3 separate regions of the Mus musculus genome follow, and regions 2 and 3 are each linked to region 1. A link is a contact called in public ChIA-PET and HiChIP or PLAC-seq data. All regions are on one chromosome and are shown on one strand. Each heading gives the region's core, a stretch centred on a gene start, on an enhancer-like site or on the middle of the called end of the contact. The rest is flanking DNA. Distances are from core to core; before and after follow the strand shown.

Region 1 (3,265 bases), core at 292-2,791:
GGCCAATGGCATGCCGTAAGAACTTTACAGAGGGTTTTGGAAATATTCCTACTATTCTTCACGGTCATTCTCCTAGGAGACCACCCCTATCACCATCACATTCCCTGGATGCCAATGAGAAAGATGGAAATTCAGTTGAGAACAGTAGCCATTTTCTGACCAAGCAGGGAACCAGCTACATGATGAACCTGACACCAGGATCCAAGAAAAGACGACAGGTCCTTGATAAAATTGTGTCAGCCATGTTTTCCTGGTTCCAAAGTGTTTTCCATGTTTCAGACTCTTTAACGGAGGTTTCTGTCACCTGCAGCCAAACCATCTGCATTCTGTGCTCGCTTAGAGACATTCAGCCATCTTCCCTTTTCGCTTTGCAGCCTCAGCTTCCAACTTGGCCTCATTATTCCTCCCTTCCTGGCTGCCTTTTCTTTCTCTTTACAGTGTACTTGGAAATAGAATATGGACTTCAAAGGCCTGGTAACATATGTATCCCTCCCCTTTCTTCCTCACTTCATGACCTTCAAAAGTGGTCCAATAATCATTTACTCCTGCCAGTTTCCTGTAGCTGCTTGGATCACTCCTGGCCTTTCTTTGCTAGCAGCTCCCACCCCAGTGCTAACAAGGAGACTGCCTCTTTGCTTCTTGAAGAAATACCTTTTTTCATGCTAAACTGCATCTCCTCTACATACTGGTTGAAACTAATGAAGCCCGCCATGCCAAATGCTATGAAACATGAAGGTCACTGGAGTGGACCCTCTACTGCATTGTCTGCATGTACTGTCACTGACTTAATGGCTTGCTCACTTGAGCCCTGACTAGGGGCTGTACTATTGAGGCCTTATTTAGCTGATTGAAAGCTGTCATGGAAGCATTCCATCACACCCATCCATGAGCTGAAGAGTGACAGGGGATTTAATTTTTATGGTACTTGTCATGGCAAAAGACAGAAGCCCTGGCACTAACATAGGCAGGGACATGCTTTTAAGATCTAGATTTTAATGAGCATATTTTAGGTGAATTCAAATAGTTAAGACACTTTGTCCATCTCCCAGTCTGGCTCATTTACCACCATAAATGTAAGAAGCTATGCCAAGATAACTTAGCGCACATGGTTTGGGGAAAGTCAGAGACAAGGTAGTGCTAGGAATAATCCTGAAAAAAGGAATATTGTAGGAGTTGTGTGCAGGCGGAGGGACAGTGATGCTACTGATGTGACCGGACAGGGGGAGTTTGAATTGGTCTTTCCTGAATTATTGATACTTTTCTAAATCACACCATGGAACACTTGGACCTTTTAGATTTGCTGCCCCTGCACCCAACAAGAACGACTCCACAGAGATTCCTGGCAGGTTCAGTGACATCATCCTGAGACTGACAGTTGCTTTAGGGAATAAAAGGACAGCATGTGTCTGCTTCATTCCCCTTTTCTTTGCCTTTCCTTTAGCTCGTTTTATCAAGTCACGCGAAGCTTTCACTAACACAAGTGAGGCTTGCAAATGGTTGGAAGAATCAACATCCTTTACAGAGCAGGGGAAGAAAGGGAAGAGGCAAGCAGTGGCGAGAAAGAACAGAAGGCTGTTATCTTCCCTGTTTGGCTTCATCTCATCCAGAAGGCTGACTTTCCGGCAGTGAGGAAGGGGGATGGTCAAATTATGGTAATTAGGATCTTATGTGGCAGCTCATGATTTGCATTTCCTTCATTTCCTTGTTTCCCTCCGTGTTTGCTGGGAGACTAAATAATACACGTCTATGTTTCGACCAAAGGATTTTTCTTGGGGTCCCAAGAGAAAGGGTCATCTGTGCACATTTGGGCTGCCCTTTACCAGAACTCTTTTCAGTGGGATGGAGGCAGGTGGCTTAGTAGAATCAGGTGATTTGTTTACAGGGAACTTCAGAGACTTCGGAAAAAGACCATAGGATTGGAAGAGCTTCCCTAAGGATCTATTATGCAGGTGCTGACTACCTCACCTTGTTTGTGCAGTGGGTTATCAAACAGCTTTTATTTTCCTTCCTGCCTCCTAAGAAGCAGTTTGCTTCCTGAGAGACCAGCACTGTAGGAAAAACTCTCAAGGAGACTTGCGTTCACTTACTTATCAAGTGGAGGTCATAGTAATTTCTTCTGTCACTTTAGCCAACACACCCTAGTCTAGGCTTTGGTCTTTTTTTTTTTTTTTTTTAATTTCAATATGTGATTGGCAACTTGTCACTGATGATACAGATACTCATTGTCCTTAGCTGCCAATCAATTACTGTGTGGACCACGTTTATGTTCATGTTAGATTAAACAAGAAAGGAAAAGAACAGCTTAAAATGAGGGATTGCTGGGAAGTCCTTACAGTCTGTTTTAACAGGACCATAATTCCCTGCAACTGTATTTGAGAAGATATTATCAGAAAATACTGGCTATTGAATTGAAGGAATCTAATCCACCAGCAGCTTCTTTGCAAATGCTGTGTCTGAAGTATGAGCCCACCCAGAGCTACCTTCATTCTCCTTGCTGTCAACACCAACCCTGCAGTGCCATTGACTCAGTTCCATCCCCTTGTGGCAAAGCTTCACTCGATGGCCTTTTCCTGAAGGCCTGCGGCAACTTTGCCCATGCTCTGATTATCATTCTGGTCCTGGTGTTGGGAACACTGGCGCTTTTCATCATGTGTCAATGATGGTGAAAGAAGCAGCTCCAGGGTGGCTGGGTCATCTTGTCTATCTTCTCATAGTGCAACACGTTAGGATGCAGAGTAACTGCTCCTGCCTGTGTGGGCTAAATGGAAACTATTTTTGTGACAAATGTTCAATTCAAGTCTAGTGTATACAGTACTTCTGCAGTATATGTGAGAAAGTGTGCGGACTGTGTGTGTATGCTCAGTGAGTTTGCAGAGTGGAAGGAACTCTGGTTTCATCAGCACCCAGCTCAGGAAGCAGAAGCAAGACCTATATGTCTCTTGTTTGCCACACCCCTTGTCACCTTACACTGCTCTTTGCCTTTCTACTGTAGTTTCTTTGGGCTCCAAGTTATCCAAAGGAAGATATACAGAAGAGTTGAGTTTCTAGAGACGGGGAAGAAGCAAATTCAGTCTTTCATCCACCTTTCCAACATGCTTTGTAGTGCAACAACTTCTTGTCATTAGATACATGGCCACTTCATTACAGTCAAAATGCTGAATGTCTCCAGATCAACACAGCTCAGGTCCTGTCTGGGCCATGTTGAGGGTGGGTCTCTCTCAGTGCTGTCTGGTTATCTTGTTGACAGTTCCAATTCTTTAAGGGT
Region 2 (3,265 bases), core at 323-2,822, 420 kb after region 1:
ATAATCTAACTCGAATCACCAGTCTAAATAGGTCATTTAACTGAGAAGAATTAAAATTAGCAGTGTAGGGTCAAGTGTTTCCCTGAAACATATGCAGCCTGCCTGTCCTATTCTCTTCAAAGTCAAATCAGAGGAAAGTACCATGAAGAAGCGCAATGAAGAAGTCTACCGAACATCTCAGTTATTCTGCTTCTGAAATGTCAACAAAATTAATGAGAGTAAAAAGGCACAGAGCAGGGGATAAATTCGAGCTGGGGAGGGCAGAGTGACCACAGGAAATAAGCTCTTTCTGTGCAGCAGGATGACAGGATGCTCGTCCCTGCGTCTCACACACAAACTTTCACAGTAAATGCAAATGCAATGCAGCAAGACAAACCTCAAACAAGCACTTCAGTCCATGCTAAGCTTCACTTCTTCGATGAAACTAACAAGAACAAGAACCTTTCCTGATACAGATACAGAGCCTGAGATCCCAGCACTAGAAGGCTGAGGTGAGTGCACCAGGAGTTTGAGGCCAGCCTCTGCTGCACAAAGGGACCCGGCATCCCAGAATAACAGGAACTTTAGCTTGTCCCAACATCTTTCAGCATTTCCTCATCTTACACATTCTGATAAGCTCAGTAATGAAATCTCTCTTCTCCCAGAAGCCTTCAAAACATTATAGAATAAACATTCCCTTAAGTCTAAGATACTTAAATACTGATGATAATAATAAGTCATAAATAAAGATGTTTAACTGCTGGAGACATTCAAGATCCCTCCATTCCAAAGGGCTTCATCAATGTGTCGAAAAACAAGGACCCTTGACTTTAGACTGGAAGGCAGGAGAGGAGACAGAACAGAAGTGCAGTAAGCACGGGTGTTGTTTCCGGACTCTTCAAAGCCACCAGAGAAGGCACTCCACATTCTTTCTTAATTGAAAGTAACTTTGATGCTGGCGGATGTGGGGAAGGGAGTCCTATCATAGCCTCAGCTGGCAACAGTACACTGAACAGAGGGAAGATCACTGGTGCTAGTGAAGCCAGTTTTCTCCTCGCCTGCTTTCCTAACACCCCTTCCCCAAAATGAGGTCTTGAGAAATCCCCATTCTCCCAAGACGTCTCTGCCTGTTTAGAGATGAAATGGAAGGACCTTGGCTGACAAGGAGACGCTGGAGGTGTGGCATCGAGGAACTGCTAAGGAACACTCTACGCTACATTTTTTTTTTTCTTTTTAAGAAAACCGGGGGAGGGAGGGGTGCCTAAACAAAATTAGGATTTACTCATCACCAGATGGATGATAAAATATTTATGGTTGCCAAAGACAAATTTACACGCCCCCCCCCCTTCCTCCCAACACTCACACACCCTGAAGCAAAGGCGGAAATAATCCAGGGAAGGGCAGAACAGGTTGGCTTGCTCTAAATCCTCTTTTCACCCGCTTGTACCAGACTCCCCTAGTCCCCAGCTCACGCACATAAACACACACACACACACACACACACACACACACACACACACACACACGGAGCCCAGCCTCTAAGTGGCCACTTCTCCGCCCCACTACCCCATCATTAGTTCTGAGCGGACTCTGCCCAACAACTGCTCAGCCTCCAAGGCGTCCCTATGGGTGGCGTCCCTAGCATCCAAGAGGTTCGGAAACGCCTGGGGACCTGGCGCCAGTGCCAAGGTTGAGGAACCTGGGGGTTCCTCCTTCCACGCCTTCAACCTGAGAGAGGATTAAGTTGTCCCGGACTGGCAGAGCTCAGGAAGCGGTCCCTCCCACTCCAGCCTCTCTGGAGCTCGGACACCCAGGGGTCCCCTGCCTCCGTGGAGGTGAGCGCGCACTCACCGGAGGTGAGCTGCATCCAAGCACAGATCTTGTACACGGTGGCTGTGTTGCAGAAGAAGAAGAGGGTAAAGCAAACGATGCAGGCGATGATGAGCATCATGGAGAGGCCGATGAAGAAGGAGGCGGCTTTGAAGGCGCCCGAGGGCAGCGTGGAGAAGTCCGTGAAGCTACCCCTGCAGGTCAGCTCCCGGGAGAAGCCGTTGCCGATGCAGTAGTGGAAGAGCCCGAAATAGCCGGCTTGCGGGGTGTCCACGCCGTCGCCGATCCAGTAGGGCTGGATGAAGCACACCACATTGACGATGGCAAAGCAGATGGTGAAGATGGCCCACAGCACGCCGATGGCCCGCGAGTTCCGCACATAGTTGGTGTGGTACAGCTTGGCAGCCTCCTGAGCCGGGAGCATCGCGGCGGCGGCGGCGGCGGCTCCGGGCATTCTCCCCCTCCTCCTCCTCCTCCCGGTCCTCCGCCTCCCCCCGCCTCTCGGCGCGCAGGAGACACACTCGCCGAGCGAGCGGCGTGCGTTGCAATTCCCCTGCCTCCGCCTCAGCCCAGCAGCACCAGTTCTAGAGTCTGCACCCTCGCTCCCGGAAGGAGGGAGGGGGAGCGTGGAGCACCCCTCCGGCTCGCCAGGCACAGCCTCCCGCCCCCCTCTTCCCTCCCTCCTGGACCCGGCTCCAGCCCTGCTTTGCACCCTCCACTCCTCTGCTCGTTGCTGCAGCTGCTGCAGCTGAAGCCTGCGAGCCCTCACGCCCCCTTACTCTTCATCTCGCCTTTGACCCTCTTTCCTGTAGGCTCTGCTGGTGCCCCAGGTCACAGAGGATCGCGGCTACCAGGAGATGCTTCTTAAGTGCCAGGAGCAAGAGAAGCAGACGTGGAGTTATAAGAGCGCGCCCAGAGGAATCCTAGAGGCACTCCCTGGATCCTGGAGGATGTGCTGCTGGCCAAGAGGCTGATCCTGAGCTTTTCATCACCGCACAGGAACGTGCTTTGACCTCTGCATCTCTGCAGGGAAAAAAAGAGGCAGCCTTATGGCAGGTGTAGGTGAGAAAGGAAGAGAGATGTGGTTCCCGGGGAGGTATCCCTGTTAAAACCACAGAATTGCCCCAAGCTAACTCTTAGGTGACCTCAGGTTGGCAGATGGAGACAGGAGAAGTTGGGCAGAAGTCTGTCACACAATAATGTAGAAGTCACGCCTGGAGGGTGATCCTCTATTGTTTCTCGTCCCACTTTTCCACTATGCAACCAAATGAACTATGGCAAATGGAAACCCCAAGCTTCGCTTGAAGTCAAACCTTTTCTCTCCCACGCGGCTTGCAATAGATGGGGCCTGCATGCACAGAAGTAGTTATCACAGAATTTTAGAGTTTGTTTGAAAACATCGGATAATTTGGCAGGTGTTTCATTTATTGCACAAATACTCATTGGCAGCTAGCAT
Region 3 (3,265 bases), core at 474-2,973, 340 kb after region 1:
AATCTTTCAACTTTCTTAACTAAAGACTAACTCTCTACACTTTGTCTCTGTTGTCCTCAAACTCACTATATACACTAGGCTGGGCTTAGACTCACAGAGTTCTGCCTGCTTCTGCCTACTGAATGCTGGGGTAAAAAAAAAAAAATAAAAAAAAAAAATATATATATATATATATATATATATGCCACCATTTACAGTTCTCTCTACTTATTAAGAGAATAGTGGTCATATTGGGTCGAGAACTACCTGAGTCTTGGGCTAGAGAGTTGGCTGAGTGGTTAAGAGCATTTGTTATTTTTGCAAAAGACCCAGGTTAAGTTCCCAGCACCTACATGGAAGCTCAGAATTTCCTCAGGTACCAGGCGTAAATGTGGTTCACAGGCATTTATGCAGACAAAACATTCATACATACCACATAAAATAAATCTTTAAAAAGAGAAACTACCTACTCAAATCAAAATCAGTGTCATATGCATCTAATTTCAAATGAGGTCACATTCTGAGGTACTGGCGTTAGGACTTCAACATGCCTTTATGTTGTGGCCACAATGCAACCCACAGCAGATGGATCTATTGACCTAGGCCCATATGTCCATTGCAAACTGCAATGTCACTGTCTGTCCTTGGTGACAGTGGTAAAATGCCCTTACTCTTCATATTCTGGTTTATTATCAGTTCTACTAACATTGAATGTGTTTCCATTTCTTTTGACCAATAATGACAAACAGCTTTTAGAAGCATAAAAGTATTTGTTACCGAAAATAAAAACACAAACTAGAAGTTGGAACATATTTTATGAGGAGTAGTAATTTTCTTAAGAGAATGTGAAAACTGGCATTTCAAGACAGAGGATTCATGTAATATTTTAGTGTTAAGAAAGAAGAATAAAGTATCATTGACAATATGGGTAAGAGTAGCGGTCACTTATCCAAGCGCTCAAGGAAAAAAATTACACCTGAGTGCCTTCTGCTGTTAGTACTTGGCACAGGCATTACAAATAAAACATGCTTAACAGGCAGGTACTCACTGAGCAGTTAAATTATTAACAATTGTTTGAGAGAGCAAATATCCTTTAGGTAGGCTCAAAAATGTATGCTCTCGTTCTTCTGTTTATATTTCCAATTTCCTGGCTCGGCTCAGATGGAATCAGTTGATAATTTTTTTAAAGTTATGCTCTTAAAGCCATTTGTGTACTCATTGTTTTTCAGCATGATCTCAATTATACGCTAATCGGTGTTAACATTTACAAGCAGTGTAACTATACAGAGCAATTTATTTTCTTCTCAGGATGACCCTGAAAAATCTAATGCTAACTCCCATTAAATCCAATCACATTCAGCCAGCATTAAATATTGGCTCTACATTCATTTAAGTGCCAGCTAATAAAATCTGTATTTCTCAAAAAAAAATTTTTTTTTAAACCCATAAGAGAATTCAACTTCAGCCCTCAAAACTACAATGCTAACTCTGCTGTGTAGCAGTGTGGAATTGGATGCAATGAGCCTGTTTTGGATCACTGCTTAACTGCTGAGGTCAATAAGACCTTGTTTGTGCATCTAGAGCTTATGCATAAATCTAACAGCATAAACAGATTCTCTTGCCAATTTACATTCTGAACACCAACTCTGCATTTACAAATTGTTTCTGTCTTCTGAAATAGGGTAAGAAAAAGAACAATTCAACTGATTGCACATAGTGTCTCCCTAACAATTTTCTTAAAAATATCAGGCCAGCTGTGTTTCATTTCAGAATTCCCTATCCTCAGATCTGGGCATGATTGTGTGGTGTTCCGAATACAGAGGCACCCAAGAAACTCTAGGAAGAACGTAACAATATTCCCCTCCTCTAGCATACGTTTAAGAATTCACACTGAAATTGCTCTTGCAGAGCTCTTAAACAACTCAATGCCAATTTCCTCTTCTTATTCTGGAAACACTGCATGTTAGTTAGAAAAAGGGGGAATTCTAATTATGACAGTCTTTCTTACATGTGACTGCGTGATTTGTTTGCACCAGACCCCTGATTCTCCAAAAGTCACAGCAAAGGCCAAAGCTTCAGTCTCAAAGGGAGAAGAATGCTTTGGTGTGACACAGTTCTCTGTCACTGAAATAGTAGAATTTACAGCGTGCCATTTTGAAGAGGTGAATGGATTAATATTAAATGTTCCATCTTTACTGAAACACAATGTTTATTGGGAAGCGTGTCTTCTCTAGGATTTGAGAGACCTCCATTTTAAGTCACATTTTCTGCTGAAAAGAAATAAATCTGGCTAGGTGGTCAAATGGAAAGTAGAAATATGGTGTCTGCAAGAAGTTATCTACAAAAACTCTCAGGTAATACTATATATAGGAAGCCTTGTTGGATGTTTTATAGTATTACAGGAATATATAAGGTCCATGAAAAATGATTCTAGATGCTAAAAACAGCAAGAGACAATATTTTTGCATGTAAGTGTGAGAGTTTACAGTTCACAGTAGAGATTCCTCACCTCATAGATAGGAAATGAAACCGAGGAAGGACAATACCAGTATGTCTCTCAGAGGCTCATTCCCAGTCACCCGAAGACCTACCTTTCATTCTTTTCTTTCTTTCTTTCTTTCTTTCTTTCTTTCTTTCTTTCTTTCTTTCTTTCTTTTTTCTTTCTTTCTTTTTTTCTTTCTTTCCTTCTTTCCACTTTCTAGACTTCTACCACCTCCAAAAAGTCTAGGGAATCAAGACTTTTTTTAATACATGAGCATATAGGAACACCCAAGATCCAAACAACATCGGGTTGTTTTAAGGATGAAATGAGCTAATATTAAGGGAAAAAAATCTTTCAGGAGCACCTGAAAATAAGATCCTTAAAATGCAAATTAAAATGTTTTTGAAATTTCATCTTATCCCAGTCAGAATGGCTAAGATAAGAAACAAACAAACAAGCAAACAAACAAACACCATCTGTGTAGGGAAAGGTGCACACTTACTTTCTGTTGGAGGAAGTGCAAAGTGATGTAGCTGCTATGAAAATCAGTGCAAGGTTTCCTCAAAAACCCAGAAAGAAATATATACCACCTATTCCAACTGTACAACTCCTGGGCACATTACCAAAGGAGTATATATCCATATATATATCTTCATCCATGTTCATTATGGCTCTGTTCACTATAGCCAGAAAGTAAAAAAAAAAAAAAAAATCTAGCACATTCCCAAAGGAGTATATATATATATATATACATATATATATATATATTCATCCACGTTCATTATGGCTCTGTTCACTATAGCC

What was found. ChIA-PET counts read pairs in DNA pulled down with a chosen protein or histone mark. HiChIP or PLAC-seq counts read pairs in DNA pulled down with a chosen protein or histone mark.
Region 2: a contact with region 1 is called in an RNA polymerase II ChIA-PET map of neural stem cells, with 64 times the contacts expected there. The contact joins the promoter of A930003O13Rik here to the enhancer-like site in region 1. A contact is called at or near these places in 8 of 39 promoter capture datasets (the 3T3-L1 cell line, HPC-7-derived erythroid cells, cranial neural crest and 4 more), 1 of 484 Hi-C or Micro-C datasets (embryonic stem cells), 7 of 115 datasets of contacts at active chromatin or transcription factors (embryonic forebrain, forebrain, neural progenitor cells and 4 more) and 2 of 9 other capture datasets (adipose tissue and embryonic stem cells).
Region 3: a contact with region 1 is called in an H3K27ac HiChIP or PLAC-seq map of oligodendrocyte precursor cells, with 5 times the contacts expected there. The contact joins two enhancer-like sites.

Annotation. Positions count from the first base shown.
Region 1 is chr5:23,164,382-23,167,646 of GRCm38.p6, reverse strand. All of the region lies in intron 2 of Lhfpl3 (lipoma HMGIC fusion partner-like 3), which reads right to left. Among named protein-coding and RNA genes, the nearest start is that of Gm17434, 150 kb to the left of the region's middle. Within about 2 kb of position 1,541, at least 25 of the 459 cell types and tissues checked have an H3K27ac peak or open chromatin away from gene starts, as enhancers often do. A contact at or near this core is called in embryonic forebrain, neural progenitor cells, neural stem cells and 2 more, where this site is marked.
Region 2 is chr5:22,745,191-22,748,455 of GRCm38.p6, reverse strand. A930003O13Rik (RIKEN cDNA A930003O13 gene) reads left to right here and starts at 1,572. Exons shown (of 3, transcript NR_027362.1): 1 at 1,572-2,871. It overlaps Lhfpl3 (lipoma HMGIC fusion partner-like 3), which reads right to left and starts at 2,402. Exons shown (of 3, transcript NM_029990.2): 1 at 1,831-2,402. The coding sequence starts at 2,263.
Region 3 is chr5:22,828,544-22,831,808 of GRCm38.p6, reverse strand. All of the region lies in intron 1 of Lhfpl3 (lipoma HMGIC fusion partner-like 3), which reads right to left. Among named protein-coding and RNA genes, the nearest start is that of A930003O13Rik, 83 kb to the right of the region's middle. Within about 2 kb of position 1,723, at least 8 of the 459 cell types and tissues checked have an H3K27ac peak or open chromatin away from gene starts, as enhancers often do. A contact at or near this core is called in oligodendrocyte precursor cells, where this site is marked.